Regions from separate parts of the Hordeum vulgare genome. Here region 2 is linked to region 1. A link is a contact called in public Hi-C data. All regions are on one chromosome and are shown on one strand. Each heading gives the region's core, a stretch centred on a gene start, on an enhancer-like site or on the middle of the called end of the contact. The rest is flanking DNA. Distances are from core to core; before and after follow the strand shown.

What was found. A called contact is a pair of places that touch in the nucleus more often than the background predicts.
Region 2: a Hi-C map of seedling shows a contact between it and region 1, with 3 times the contacts expected there. The contact joins the promoter of LOC123424898 here to the promoter of LOC123424890 in region 1. A contact is called at or near these places in 2 of 6 Hi-C or Micro-C datasets (leaf and seedling).

What each region holds. Positions count from the first base shown.
Region 1 is chr2H:55,246,305-55,252,831 of MorexV3_pseudomolecules_assembly, forward strand. It overlaps LOC123424890 (DEAD-box ATP-dependent RNA helicase 10), which reads right to left and starts at 3,980. Exons shown (of 13, transcript XM_045108581.1): 1 at 3,647-3,980; 2 at 3,436-3,559; 3 at 3,278-3,347; 4 at 2,479-2,541; 5 at 1,680-1,754; 6 at 943-1,062; 7 at 547-588; 8 at 354-428. The coding sequence starts at 3,833.
Region 2 is chr2H:55,511,454-55,517,980 of MorexV3_pseudomolecules_assembly, forward strand. LOC123424898 (putative disease resistance protein At1g50180) reads left to right here and starts at 3,145. Exons shown (of 5, transcript XM_045108590.1): 1 at 3,145-3,237; 2 at 3,348-3,431; 3 at 3,670-5,255; 4 at 5,366-6,381. The coding sequence starts at 3,689. It overlaps LOC123424900 (a long non-coding RNA gene), which reads right to left. Exons shown (of 3, transcript XR_006621758.1): 3 at 2,574-3,331.

The DNA.
Region 1 (6,527 bases), core at 2,730-5,229:
TGGTAAATAGAGAAATATAATATCAAGGCAGAAAAAGTATGTATGTAAACTCATCTCCTAAAGTCCAAGGGTATAAACATGAGCATTCTTTATCAGGATTGTTTATAAAATGCATAGGTGAATCTTAGTCCAAGGGTATCAACACAGGTTTATCAGTACTGCTAATATCAAATGTATAGAAGTCCAGATTCTCAGTTCAAATTTCAAAGAAAATCCAAAGATATAATGCAGGCCTGCAATTTATCACACAAGTTACATGGGCACAGAACCATTGGTCCTGATATTGAGAAACAGGAACGGAACTTGCCGCTTCTTAAATTTACATTATTACATTAAGAAGATCAAGAAATAACCTTGTAATCTGCAGGAACGAAATACCACTCTTGTTTAAGTGTGTCCACTGTAGAATATTTGGAGGATACTTCCACCTGGTCCCCAAAAAGTTACTCTTCTATTAGTAAGAGTAAGAAGGCAGCCCAAAAGGCCTCTACTATTAGCATTTTGCTTCTTACTGAATGCCTAGAATAAAAAGAAGAATAGATTTACCTTAACAGGGTTTCTGAGACAAGCACGTTGCAGTTTGCTTACCTGCAAAGAAAACCCATAAGCTATTCTGCATTCAGGCAAACAAAAACGCATACGTAGCAAAGCCATGAAGCACCAATTAGAAAAATAAGGCTATTCATGGCTAGAAATATCATTGCTGCAACTTGGAAGAGCATGTTCACGTAGTAGTCCTAGAAATACAAAGAGGTGCTGAGTTCAGCAGAATCAATGGTTATATGACAAAATGTCAATCTGTGCACTATTTCTCACCAAACAAAGTGGTAAACAAGGCCACATCAATCTGACAAATACAATAATGGCAGGCTGTTGACATTTTAGTCCCTTTGCTACACTGAATCAGAGAAATCATAACAAAACCTCTTGAATACCACCAACCTTTTTGGTCATTGTGGCTGAGAAAAGGTAAGTCCTCCTTTCTTTAGGAATTTCCTTCAGAATATCATCAAGTGATTCCTTGAACTCCAAATTAAGTAATTTATCAGCTTCATCAAGTACCTAGAAACCAAGAACATTGACCACACGTCAAAATGAAAGCATTCAAGTTTAAACAAGTTCGTATAATTGGTCCAAACTGTAGAGGTATGCACTAGTTATGTCAAGAAGTAGTTACAATGAAGGTTCCAAACAATATAATCATCACATATTTATGATCAATCAGCACATTGCTAATTGGCAACAAAGAAACTATTAGAACAACCAGTCAAGCAAATGGAAAACAACTACCGATTCATTTATGTATTGCTAGTTCATGACGCGCGCACTAGGGTGGTTCAGTTTAACAAAAGTAATTAAAATGATAACATATCTTGTTATATTGGATTGTTAGCTTAACAATTCAGGGGAACACTGCCTGGAAAATGCAAGTTTCCACTTTAACAGGCAAGATAGGTTTTGTGAGAAGCCACTTTTCTATATTGCACATTACTCCGTTCTGTAATGCAGGTTCTATCTGTAGCAACTAGATATGGTTTTTGACTGTTAGAAATGAAAGTTCAACTTAACAGAATCATGTACCTGTCATCCAACAATCAGAATGGTCTAATTATAAGCATAAATGCAACAGCTGGATAATGTACGCATTAAAAGATGAGTATAATTCAAAGAATACGTACCAAGTATTTCACTTTGGTTAGGCTAAAACCTTTTGTATCTTTCAAATGGTCCAAAAGACGGCCAGGAGTTCCAACCTGCATTTCGGAGGAAATGATAAATAAAACAAGCTAAGTCCTGATAAAGACAGTTTTCAAATGTCCCGGAAGAGAACAAAAGCTCTCTTTTTTTGCTACTTGTGACTGGTGTATGCAATGGAAGATCCTGGCCTTAGCTTGTATACCCAAGTCCCGTGTCTACTAGACTCTAGAAGCTACTTATATATGCTAAACTCAGTGAAATGGAGCATCTTGGGTCTTATAAGGATACGCTTGTCATCACAATGGCTTTCAAAATTAAAAGCGCTTATATTACTCCCTCTATTTCCATATAGATATCCGTTAAAATACTTTTTCTAAAAACTTGGTAAAACTTTGACTTACGACAAAATCTATAATTCTATATGCACTTTAACTTGGAATGGAGTATATTAACTTCAGGTACATTATCTATCAATAAACCCTCAAGAGCTTTCACAAATAGAGTTACTAGAAATGGTACCATAAGTTATAAAGGGGAGTTAAAAGGCTCGATAAGCTGTCTAATTGAAGAAGCTTCAGGTTAGCCAAAAGGGCATTTCTTAAGGCCAAGAATTAGTATATGATAATGCTGATGCCAGAGCTTTTTTCCACTTTGGGATTTGAAGGAGTTGATGGTTGTGTGTGGATTTTAATCTACATGACTCACTTGCAATTTCAAAGCACAGAGAATACAGAACCTATATTGTACTTATTAGGTTAGGATTGGGTAGAGGATACTCACCACAATATGTGGACGTTTTGCAATGGATAACACTTGCTGCATCCGGTCAACTCCTCCAACAAGCTGAAAAGGGGGAAATACCTTAAAACAGTAACTCAATAGTCTCCTATTGTTGACGAATACTTGATTTAAGTAGGTTGTACCATGGTCACCAAGAGACATCTTAATGCAATAGAAGATAGAAAATTTCATCTAAGTATACTGAGCAGAAGTAATCAGCGTGAAAGTGAAACACTGAAGCAGTCTTGCCGTTGTGGAGGAGAAAGGTCATCAACAAACACTAAAATTGTCCTTATGGGCTCGTAAAGCGACAAACTTATTCAATTTAGTTATGATCTTTAAAAAAATATAGTAATAACTATGTTCCCCTATGCTTTGGCTTCACCAAAGTTGAAATAGGCTACATATATTCAGAATTCAAAACAGCACCCTGACATTACTCCTCTTCATGTTATGCGCGCAATACGATCAAAGGCAGGTAGCCAACAATTCACAGCCAGCTATTACAACAATTAGTTAATCAGACCTAGGATGCGCGCAAAGACACAAAGCATATTGCAGTATGCGCATCCAATTGGTTGTAGCATATACTCCCTCCGTTCCAAAATATAAGACCTTTTAGAGATTTCACTAGGAGACTACATACGGAGCAAAATGAATGAATATATACTCTAAAATATCTCTATGTACATCCGTATGTAGTTCATAGTGCAATCTCTAAAAGGTCTTATATTTAGGAACGGAGGGAGTAATTAGTAGCAGAACTGGATAAACAGTCAATTGTATCAGCGCCACTTACCACTGAGCAAACCAAGCCGATCCCTGACCCTAGCGCCTCGAACTGCTCTGCAATCTGAATGGCTAGCTCCCTGAACCCCCACAGCCTCAGGGTAAGCTTCCACGCAAGCTATCGAAAAAGGAAATGTATCTCGGGAAGGAGAGGCAAAGGAAAGTAACCTCGTTGGCGACATGACGCAGGCGAAGAAGGGCTGGCGGTGCTCGAGCAGCGCCTGGATGATGGGCAGCGCGAAAGCGCCCGTCTTCCCGGACCCCGTCTGCCCCAGCCCAATCACGTCCCTCCCTGCGCCCAAAAATCCGAACCCAGAATCAACGACCCGCGACCACCACAGCTGCACGCATAAACGGCCGGCGGCGCCGCCGGTAGTACCTTGGAGGGCGTGGGGGATGGCCCCCGCCTGGATCTTGGTGGGCTGCTTCCACCCCATGGCGTCGCAGGCCTCCACCAGCTCGCGGCAGATGCCCAGCTCCGCGAACGTCGACGCCTCGGCCGCCGGCTCCGGCTCCCGCTGCTGCGCCTCGCCGCCCCCGGCGGCCGCCTTGTCCACCACCGCCATGGCTACGGGGGGAGAGGAGAGGAGAGGAGAAGACTGGAGTCTTCTGTGCGCGCGTGGGTGAATGCGGCGGCGGCGTGGGGTTGGTCTGCTAGGCGTGGCGCTCGGCGGTTGCTGGTTATGTGACGGGAGACAGAACTTGGCGCACACGGCCGCGGGGTCGGCGCGGCGGCATAAACCCTAGCGGACGAAGCGGAGGGTGGGAAAATCTCGTGGGCCGGCATGCTCGGCCTGGCCGCTGGGAGCGGCCTCGGTCCGGGAATGGCCCACTTCATATACTCCTTTTGTTTTTATTTACTTGGCATATTACCTTTGTCTTGAAACCAACTCTTTAAACTTTGAATTAATTTATAAATAAATTATTAACATACACAATACCAAATCAATACCTTCAGATTCATTATTGAATACAGAATATCATATGTACTCCCTCCCTCCCAAAATAAATGTCTCGATTTTATACTACCTCTAGTACAAAATTATACTAAGCTTAAGACACTTATTTTGAGACAGAAGAAGTATTTGTTAGTGTGAAAAAATAGATTGTTTTCAATAAACTTAATCAAACTTTGTAATGTTCCAAGGAACACTATAGTTCTTACTAAAGTATCTGAACTCATAGATGCAAATAGCAGAGCGTGGGACGAGGAGCTCATCAATGATCTGTTCTGGCCGGTAGATGGACAACGCATTATGAATATCCCACTCGCTTTGGGAATGATGTTTGATTTTGTTTCTTGGCACCCAGACAAGCATGGGATCTTTTCTGTTAGATCGGCTTACCATGAAGAGTGGGAATTCCAACATGGGTGAAAGTTGAGGAGAACAAACACAAACCAATCCTCAGGTAATAGTCCAATTTGTAGAACCATATGGAAACTGCGGATCCCTGCAAAGATTAAATCCATCTATGGAAATCTCTGTTGGGAGCAATACCCTGCTATGGTGTATTGGCCAATCGTCATATCATGGCTAGCTCCCAATGCCCGTTGTGTACAACAGATTGTGAGAGCATTAAACACGCCTTCTTCCAATGCCCGAGAGTGCAAGATATCTGGAGAATCTTGGGGCTTTACAGCCTTGTGCAACAGACCTGTACAATGGAGCGAGATGGGAGTGCCATCCTCTCGGAACTGCTCTTATCTAAGAGCAAAATTAGCTCACACCTATCGGATGTCGGTCGTGGTGAACTAATTGCAACTACCGTCTGGTATGTATGGTGGGAAAGGAGGAACTTCACCCATGGCGAGGAAATTTTTGAGGCTCCCAGATCAGCGCATGCAATATCAGCTCTTGCGAAGAACTTTGCTAGGGCTAGGGAGAAGAAGAAGGGGTAGTTCGGCACGGATGGCAGCGGCCACCTGAGGGTCTTTATAAGCTTAATGTCGACGCTGGGTTTTCTAGCGATTCGGGGACGGGAAGCACAGGGGCTGTGTTGCGGAACGACAGAGGTACTTTCATCGCCGCCTCATGCAGTGGGATTCCGTTTGCCGAAGACACCAGCTCGGCCGAAGCAAGAGCACTCAGAGATGGACTTATTCTGGCTAGTGAGGTGGGAGTGCAGAAACTTGTAGTTGAGTCCGACTGCACGGAGGTGATAGACACCATGATACAAGATGGCAATTCCCTCGGACCGGCGGCTGCTGTTTACGAAGAATGCTCTTTCTTTGCCAAGAATTTTAGTTCTATCCACTTTGTTTTCTGTCCTAGGAAGCAAACACGGTTGCTCATACCTTAGCTAGATTTGCCGAACCCACTAGAACTAGAAAGTGGATGGAGGAGCCCCCTGGCTTCCTCATTTATACCCTACCTGATGATGTAACCATATTATCACATGCAATATAAGGGCCAATCTGTCCTTCCTCGTTCAATAAAAAAACTTTGTAATGTTCCCATACGAAGTAAATAAAAACTGAGAAGATATTACACGTAGGTGCTCCTATTTGTCGGGAGCAAGCAATTGGAGGGTACAATCAAAGAGAAACTCATAGATCACTTTTGGTGCACATTGGTGCTCCCTACGGATTTTGCTCTTTTTTTTCTCTTCACGTGTTTACAGATTTCGTTTGCTTGTTTCTAGTTTCGATTTTTGCTTGGTTTTCCTTTGGTTTTGTTGAAAGAAATAGAAACAATGCTTTTTTTCGCGAGAAGTATAATATATGCTTCTGCTAGAAGCATAAATGTGGTTCTACGAGATTTATGATGTGTGTTTTCATGAGAAACACAAATGTGCTTACCAAAAAGGGAAAGGCACATATGTGCCTGCCCAAAAAGGGAAAAAAGCATAGCTCTATGTTTTCAAAAAAAGAAGAAAATGCAAGTTTGTCAAAACATATTAACATTGCACCTAGTTACAAATATCTTGACGTGAGAAATTCAATTACGAAAATGATTTGTGATTTGGAGTAAGAGATAAAATGTTTGGAAAAAAATAAGTCCGTGAACAAAAAAGAGAAAACTTCCAGGTAGCGACGCACACGCAATGTGTCAGTTGTCATTACCAAAGACGATGGAAGTGCCCTCTGCAAGGAGAAAGTACCCTTTTGAGCTCGAGCTCAAATGCACTTGCATGAACATTAAAATAAAATAAAAACGTTTTAAAAAATTCTGAACATTTTTTGTGATAAACTTTGACAAATGTTCTAAGTGCTCGCAAATTTTCATCATAAGATGTGTAAGGCGTGGCAAAAAATAAAA
Region 2 (6,527 bases), core at 1,895-4,394, 260 kb after region 1:
GAGGGCTGCCCGGAAGTACACCAACCGTGGCCTAGAGCGGCCGCCATTGCTCCTCCGCCGCGAGACGGAGGAATACGACCACATGCAGGCGCGGCTCTCCTCCGCCGCAGGCAACTCAGTCAGGGTGTCGATCTCCCGTTCACCACTGATCACTCTGATGAAAAGGGAGCCGGAGGAGCTCCCTCGGCTCCGCCTGGTGAAGAGGGAGCCGGAGGCGAATGCGGAGCCGAAGCAGTAGGGTAGTAGTCGCGTCGGGCCGGAGGATTTCCTTCCCCGTCGAAGGCGGGCGCCATGGAGGTCGCCATCCTCGCGCGCAATGCGCGGGTGGAGGAGGAGGAGGAGCAGTGCCGCCGGCGGGAGGAGGAAATCGATGTCGTCCTGTACAAGCAAGGACTTGCAACGACGCAGGAGGAGTGGCGCGTCGAAACCAAAGTGCAAGAGGCGATGTACATTGACCTCACCTCGGACGAGGATTGATCGCCGCGGCAGCATCACTATCGCACCCGTAGGGCTCCGACGAGCTCATTTTGGTCAATTTATGGTTAGGGTAGACGTCCAACGAGCCCCATTTTGTGTCCCTGCTATATGTATGTATGTATGAATCATCTGCACTTTATATGTATATGAATGATCTTCGTGAATTCTCCCTACTGTTCTTGTTCATTTCTCATGCAAAACTATATTTTCAAAATTTACAGTTTTAGATGTAGTTTTTGCTCTGTCGCAACTATTTTAGACCGTTATCCGAGCGAAATCGCAAACTGTAAACCCCTTAGAGCAACTCTAGCAGACCCCTTATATCCCTCAACTCACAAAATAACTGACAATTTATGGTTCCGCACTAAAAAAGTGACCCGAACGGACTTCGTAAACGCGTTCAACCCTTTAATTTTTTTGAAGGAGCACGATCAATTTGCTCCTCTGACCCACAAATACACAATTTTTCCCACCACCCCATCGACACCCTATATCTCGCGAAAGCGGTTGGCGGGAGGTACATTTCAGCCCATGCTTGTTTCCTTCCCCATCCCGCAGCCACCCGACACCGCAGCTGCACGCCCATCACTTTCAGTTTCGGCCATATCCACCAAGGGAATCACGGCGCCGGGCCGCCTTCCCCCCCCCCCCTAAATCTGCCGAGCCGTGCCGGCTCCAGGTGTCCGTCGACCCGGTCGACCGCCGCCGCCTCACTCTGCCCCCCCCCCCCCCCCCACGGATTCGTCGAGTCCCCGCCGCCCCCAGGTGACCGCGGATTAGTCCTTTTGTGCCTTCTTCTAGTTCGATGTAGCGATCGATTCATTTCATTTAGTTGATGTGCGATTTATATCATTGTTGTATTCATAACAATTTTTGTATTGAATTATTACTTTGATTCGGTGATCTGAATAAGTATTGTAATATTATGGTTTGGATAATTGAAATATATTTATTTGATCTTATGTTTAATTCATAATTTTGTGTAATATGTGACATATAAATCAAATTCAGCAAATACCACTTGTTTTACGGACTGGCACGGGCCGCGACCGAACAGACCCTGCACCGCAAAATAGAATACTCGTAAAATATTCTGTTTTACAGTTCCATGGTGCGGGGTCTATTCTGCTACGACCCGCGCCCATAGTTTAAAAAACCGAACCGGACATCGAACTAGAAACGTTGTCGGTTCAGGTTTTTATCGGTCGGACCGTCGGTTCACCGGTTCGATTGTTGGTTTTTTAAACAAAAAAAAAATAAATGTTGAGTAATATATGTGCTAATATAGTGTGAAACAATGGTTAAATAAAATTATTTTCATGTAATGAACAAAAAAGTAGCCTAGCCGAGTTGGTTATAGGGTCGTGGGTAGGCCTCGCGTATGTCTCACAAGACTCGCGATCGAATCTCACTTCTTCCAAATTCTATTAAAATATTTTCCTGGTTTTCACGGTTTAGTGACCCGATTTTTTACTGTTTTTTTAGAAAACCGGACAGTTCGACCGGTTTTCTCCTGTTCAATTGCAGAATGGTCTTACTAGGTTAAAAATCTAATGAGGCTGTCAGTTCCAGTTTTTTCCGGTCTAACCGTCGGTCCGGTCCGGTTTTTTAAACCAGGCTGTAAACGGGCAATACGGGTCCACGATATAATAAGGGGTATGCTAGAGATGCCCTTAAGGCCTTTCCACACGCAACAAACAGCAACGAGTACAGTTAACCAGAAGAAAGAAAGATGTTGCAAATATGCCAACCCATGGCATTTTAAATTTGAAGAGCTCCCCAGAAAATACCACAATTGTCACCTGCTAGCCAGAATATTACCCAGATTGGTTGTCGGTGTTTATGCCTTCTTAAATCTGATCAATTCAAGCTACATTTTACACGACAAGCTAGCCTGATCTGATGCAATATTTCAAATGATAGTCTGATGCAAAATCTTCAGTTAAGTATATTTATTTTCAATCTTTTTAAGAGCGAAACCATTCTCATGAAGACCGTATGCTTGTGTAAATCAGCATGAATGACGTGATATGAATTCAGAGTTCTGCTGCAAATCAAGAATAACAGAAACATCTGAATGTACTGTCAGTACATAATTAAAGAACAAAGGCTTCTTTTCATGATCACGACTAGAACCACACATACGGGACAGTTACCAGCCTCTCATAAAGTATGCTCAGATAACCCAACAAAACATCGATCTAGGCAAATGAATATGTGTTGTACTAAAACGAGGAAGCCAGACAGATATATAATTGATCCTCGTATATTGCCGGTACATTTCAACGCAGCACCAGGGACGAATAGACATGGTTGGCACCAATATGACTGCACTTTAGTAGGAAAATGTATTATCATGTTCCTAAAAAAAATGTATTATCACGACAGCGATGGTGACAAAAAGTCCATAAAGATTCAACAAGCATTGATGACCGATGCTTAGTGCCCACAAATATTTGCAAAGAACTGGTCTTTCTTCACCAGTTCGTCCTTCACACTCCACGGCCAAAGTCACAGATCTTTCCTGATAACGACATGCTCTGCAATCAAAACACTATTACTTATCAACTCAGACATTAAAAATCAAAACTTGTCTCTCCACCCAGCAACGTGCTCTCTCTAGTACGATTTACATAATTGGAGAGAGAGAGAGAGAGACCGGCGACGAGTCACACGCTGACGGTGAGGACTTGAAGAATTTGTGGGAGCAGAGTACCAAAACAGTGAGTATCAAGCAGAAGGCATGCATCCCCTCGATCGGTGAGTATCTCCCCTTTTCAGTTCTCCTCATTACAAGTGTCCAGCTCGCTTTTAGCTCCCACTCTCGCCAGATCTATCTGCTAGGACTGATTTACTGATGGAATTGGAAGCTCAAACCGTCAGATCTATCTGCTATGACTAATTCACTGGTGGAATTGGAAGCTTAAGTGCAGTCATCATCATACTAAGAGCAGGTTCTACAAATAACCATTCTAACTACTGGCTCTACAAAAGTACTCCCCCCATAAACTAATATTAGATCTTTTAGATAACAAGTAGTGATCTAAACGATCTTATATTAGTTTACAGAGGGAGTACTCTATAAACTAATATAAGACGTTTTAGATCACTAATGTTAGATTACAGGGGGAGTACTACAGATAGGGAAATTTCTAATATATGTTATTTTTAAACAAACTATGTTGGGAGCAGCTACAAGGAGGAGCAATCAATGGCTGAGTCTGCTGTTAAAGCCGTGGTCGGGAATGTGAGCAAACTTGCGGTTCATGAGACCTCATTTTTATGTGGTGTCACTAGTGAAGTAGGATTCTTGAAAGATGAACTGAAGCGGTTAAAGTGCTACCTTAGATCTGCTGATGCTAAACGGAAATCAGGAGATGAGTGTGTGGCTACGTGGCTCAGCCAGATCAGGGACGTGACATATGAGTCCGAGAATGTCATTGAAGCTGCAGATTACATGGGGAAGAAAAACAGGCTGAAGAATGGATTCTTGGGTGCCATTTCAAGGTATGCTCGCTTGCCAAGTGACATGGTTACCCTTCATAACGTTGGTGTCGATATCCAACGTATAAGAAGGAAGATCAGCGAGATATTTGACAGTGCAAACCGTTTGAATATTGATTTGGATACTGGTGTTCTAGGCAAGTGCTGTGCCGAGGATGAGTTTCCACGAGTAAATGATCTCATGGATCAAAACTTTGAGGATAATGTTGCCATTGTCGGTTTTGAGGATGAGTACCAAGAAATAACGGACAAGTTAGTTGACAAAGAGAACAATACTCTTAGTGCTATCTCCATAGTTGCCATGGGTGGAGCGGGAAAAACATCACTAGTTAGAAAAATCTACACTTCATCAAGAGTAAAAGAACATTTCGACACAGCTGCTTGGGTGACTGTGTCTCAAAAGTTCAAGGCCGTTGATTTACTAACAAGTATTATGGAACAAATAATGGGGGGCAGAGTTGGTTTTAATATCCGTCAGTGTGAGGTGGGAAAGGAGATACATGATTTTCTGTTGCAAAAAAGATTCTTAGTAGTTCTTGATGATGTTTGGGAAACAGATACATGGGAGCAAATAAACAAAATGGTTAAAGCATTTCCAGATGTAGCCAATGGTAGTCGAGTACTGTTAACCACACGAAAGCAAGATGTTGCGAATCATGTGCAAATGCCAACTCATGTCCATCATCTGAAGAAGTTAGACGAAGAGAAAAGTTGGGAACTTTTTAGTAGCAAAGCTTTACCACCATACAACAGGTCTGCTGTATGTGATGTGGATGAGTTTGAAGAACTAGGAAAGAAGCTTGCTAGGAAATGTAATGGATTACCGCTTGCACTTGCAGTTTTTGGGGGTTATCTGTCAAAAAATCTGAACAAGGAAACATGGATCGATATACTCTCGAGCTGGCCATCAACCAAAGACGGACAGATGATGCGAGACATACTAGCTCGCAGTTACAATGACCTACCAGATCATTATTTAAAATCATGTTTCCTCTATGTTGCTGCTTTCCCCGAGGATTATGAAATATCTGTGTCGGATCTTATTGAGTTATGGATAGCAGAATGCTTCATTCCACATACACCAAAACATACACTGGAAGAAATAGCACGTAAGTATGTAACTGAGTTAGCTCAAAGAAGCTTGGTCCAAGTTGTTAATAGAAGCAGAGCACATGGATGGATTGAAAGAATAAGGATCCATGATATCTTGCGTGACTGGTGCATAGAAGAAGCAAGAGAAGACGGCTTTCTTGATATGATCGACAAAACTGCATGTCAGGCTTCCTCTCCTCTCTTTTCATATAGCTCTGTTTTTGGTTTCAATATATGTCTTAGTACGGTGTTTCTTGCTGACATGTGGATGCACTTTATAAAAAAAATGCAGGCTGGGATGGTGCATCATCATCTGATAACATGATATCCTATCGTGCTTCATTCCAAAACTTCAGTGGTCAGATTTTACAGGCAACAACTCCTAATCTACGAACTCTGGTTGGCTTTGAACTTTCATCAATATTCCTACCTAAGCTGAGATTCCTGAGAGTTCTTCACATTGAAAACTCAGACCTTGAGAATTTATCTCCAGCCATTGGTGGGTGCATTCACCTAAGATGCCTTAGGTTGAGAAGATGTGGAAATGTAACACTCCCTTCAATTGGAGAACTCCTTTACTTGCAGATTATAGACCTGAGGAAAACAAACTTGGACTCAACAGTACCAAACTCTCTTTGGAATATTCCCACTCTAAGGCATGTTTACCTGAGCAGTGGATTTTCTTCACCAAGGTGTGTGGGACACAAAGAGCTCCAGACCTTATGGTTGACTTGCGCATCTGTTGGTACCAAATATCGCTATCATGACATGGTGACGTTTTTGAGAAAAATGAGACAACTGACAACCTTGTTCTTGGTAATGAAGCCCATGCATGCAAATATAATGAATATATTTGCATACATGCCTCACCTGGTTGATATTCATCTATCTTGTTTTGGTGTGCTTGATAAGCTTCCAGACAGTAATCACTTCCCGCAGAGCCTTCGGCAACTCTATCTAGAAGCTGGTGTCATTGAAATAGACCCGATGCCGATCCTGGAGAAGCTTCCCTGTCTCGTGGTATTGGAGTTATCAGGGTATAAAGGCCGAACCATGACGTTTTCCGCCCAAGGGTTTCCTCGTCTACAAGAGTTAAAACTTGATAATTTCTCCGTCGATGAGTGGAGGATGGAGGTAGGACCAATGCCAAAGCTCTCCCACCTGAAGCTTTGGTTGTGCAAGGAGATGTTGAAGTTACCCAACGGACTGTTGCATCTTCCATCCCTCAAGAATTTGAAACTAGTCAGCAAGTCCCCAATTTTTAGAGATGACAGCACAGTGAAGGAGCTGGAGCGGAGAGGATGCAAGGTAGCTTTAATATGCCGTCATGTCCTTCTTTAATAATTACTACTCCCTCCATTCCTAAATATAAGTATTTTTAGAGATTCCGGACTACATATGGATGTATATAGACATACTTTAGAGTATAAATTCACTTATTTTGCTCCGTATGT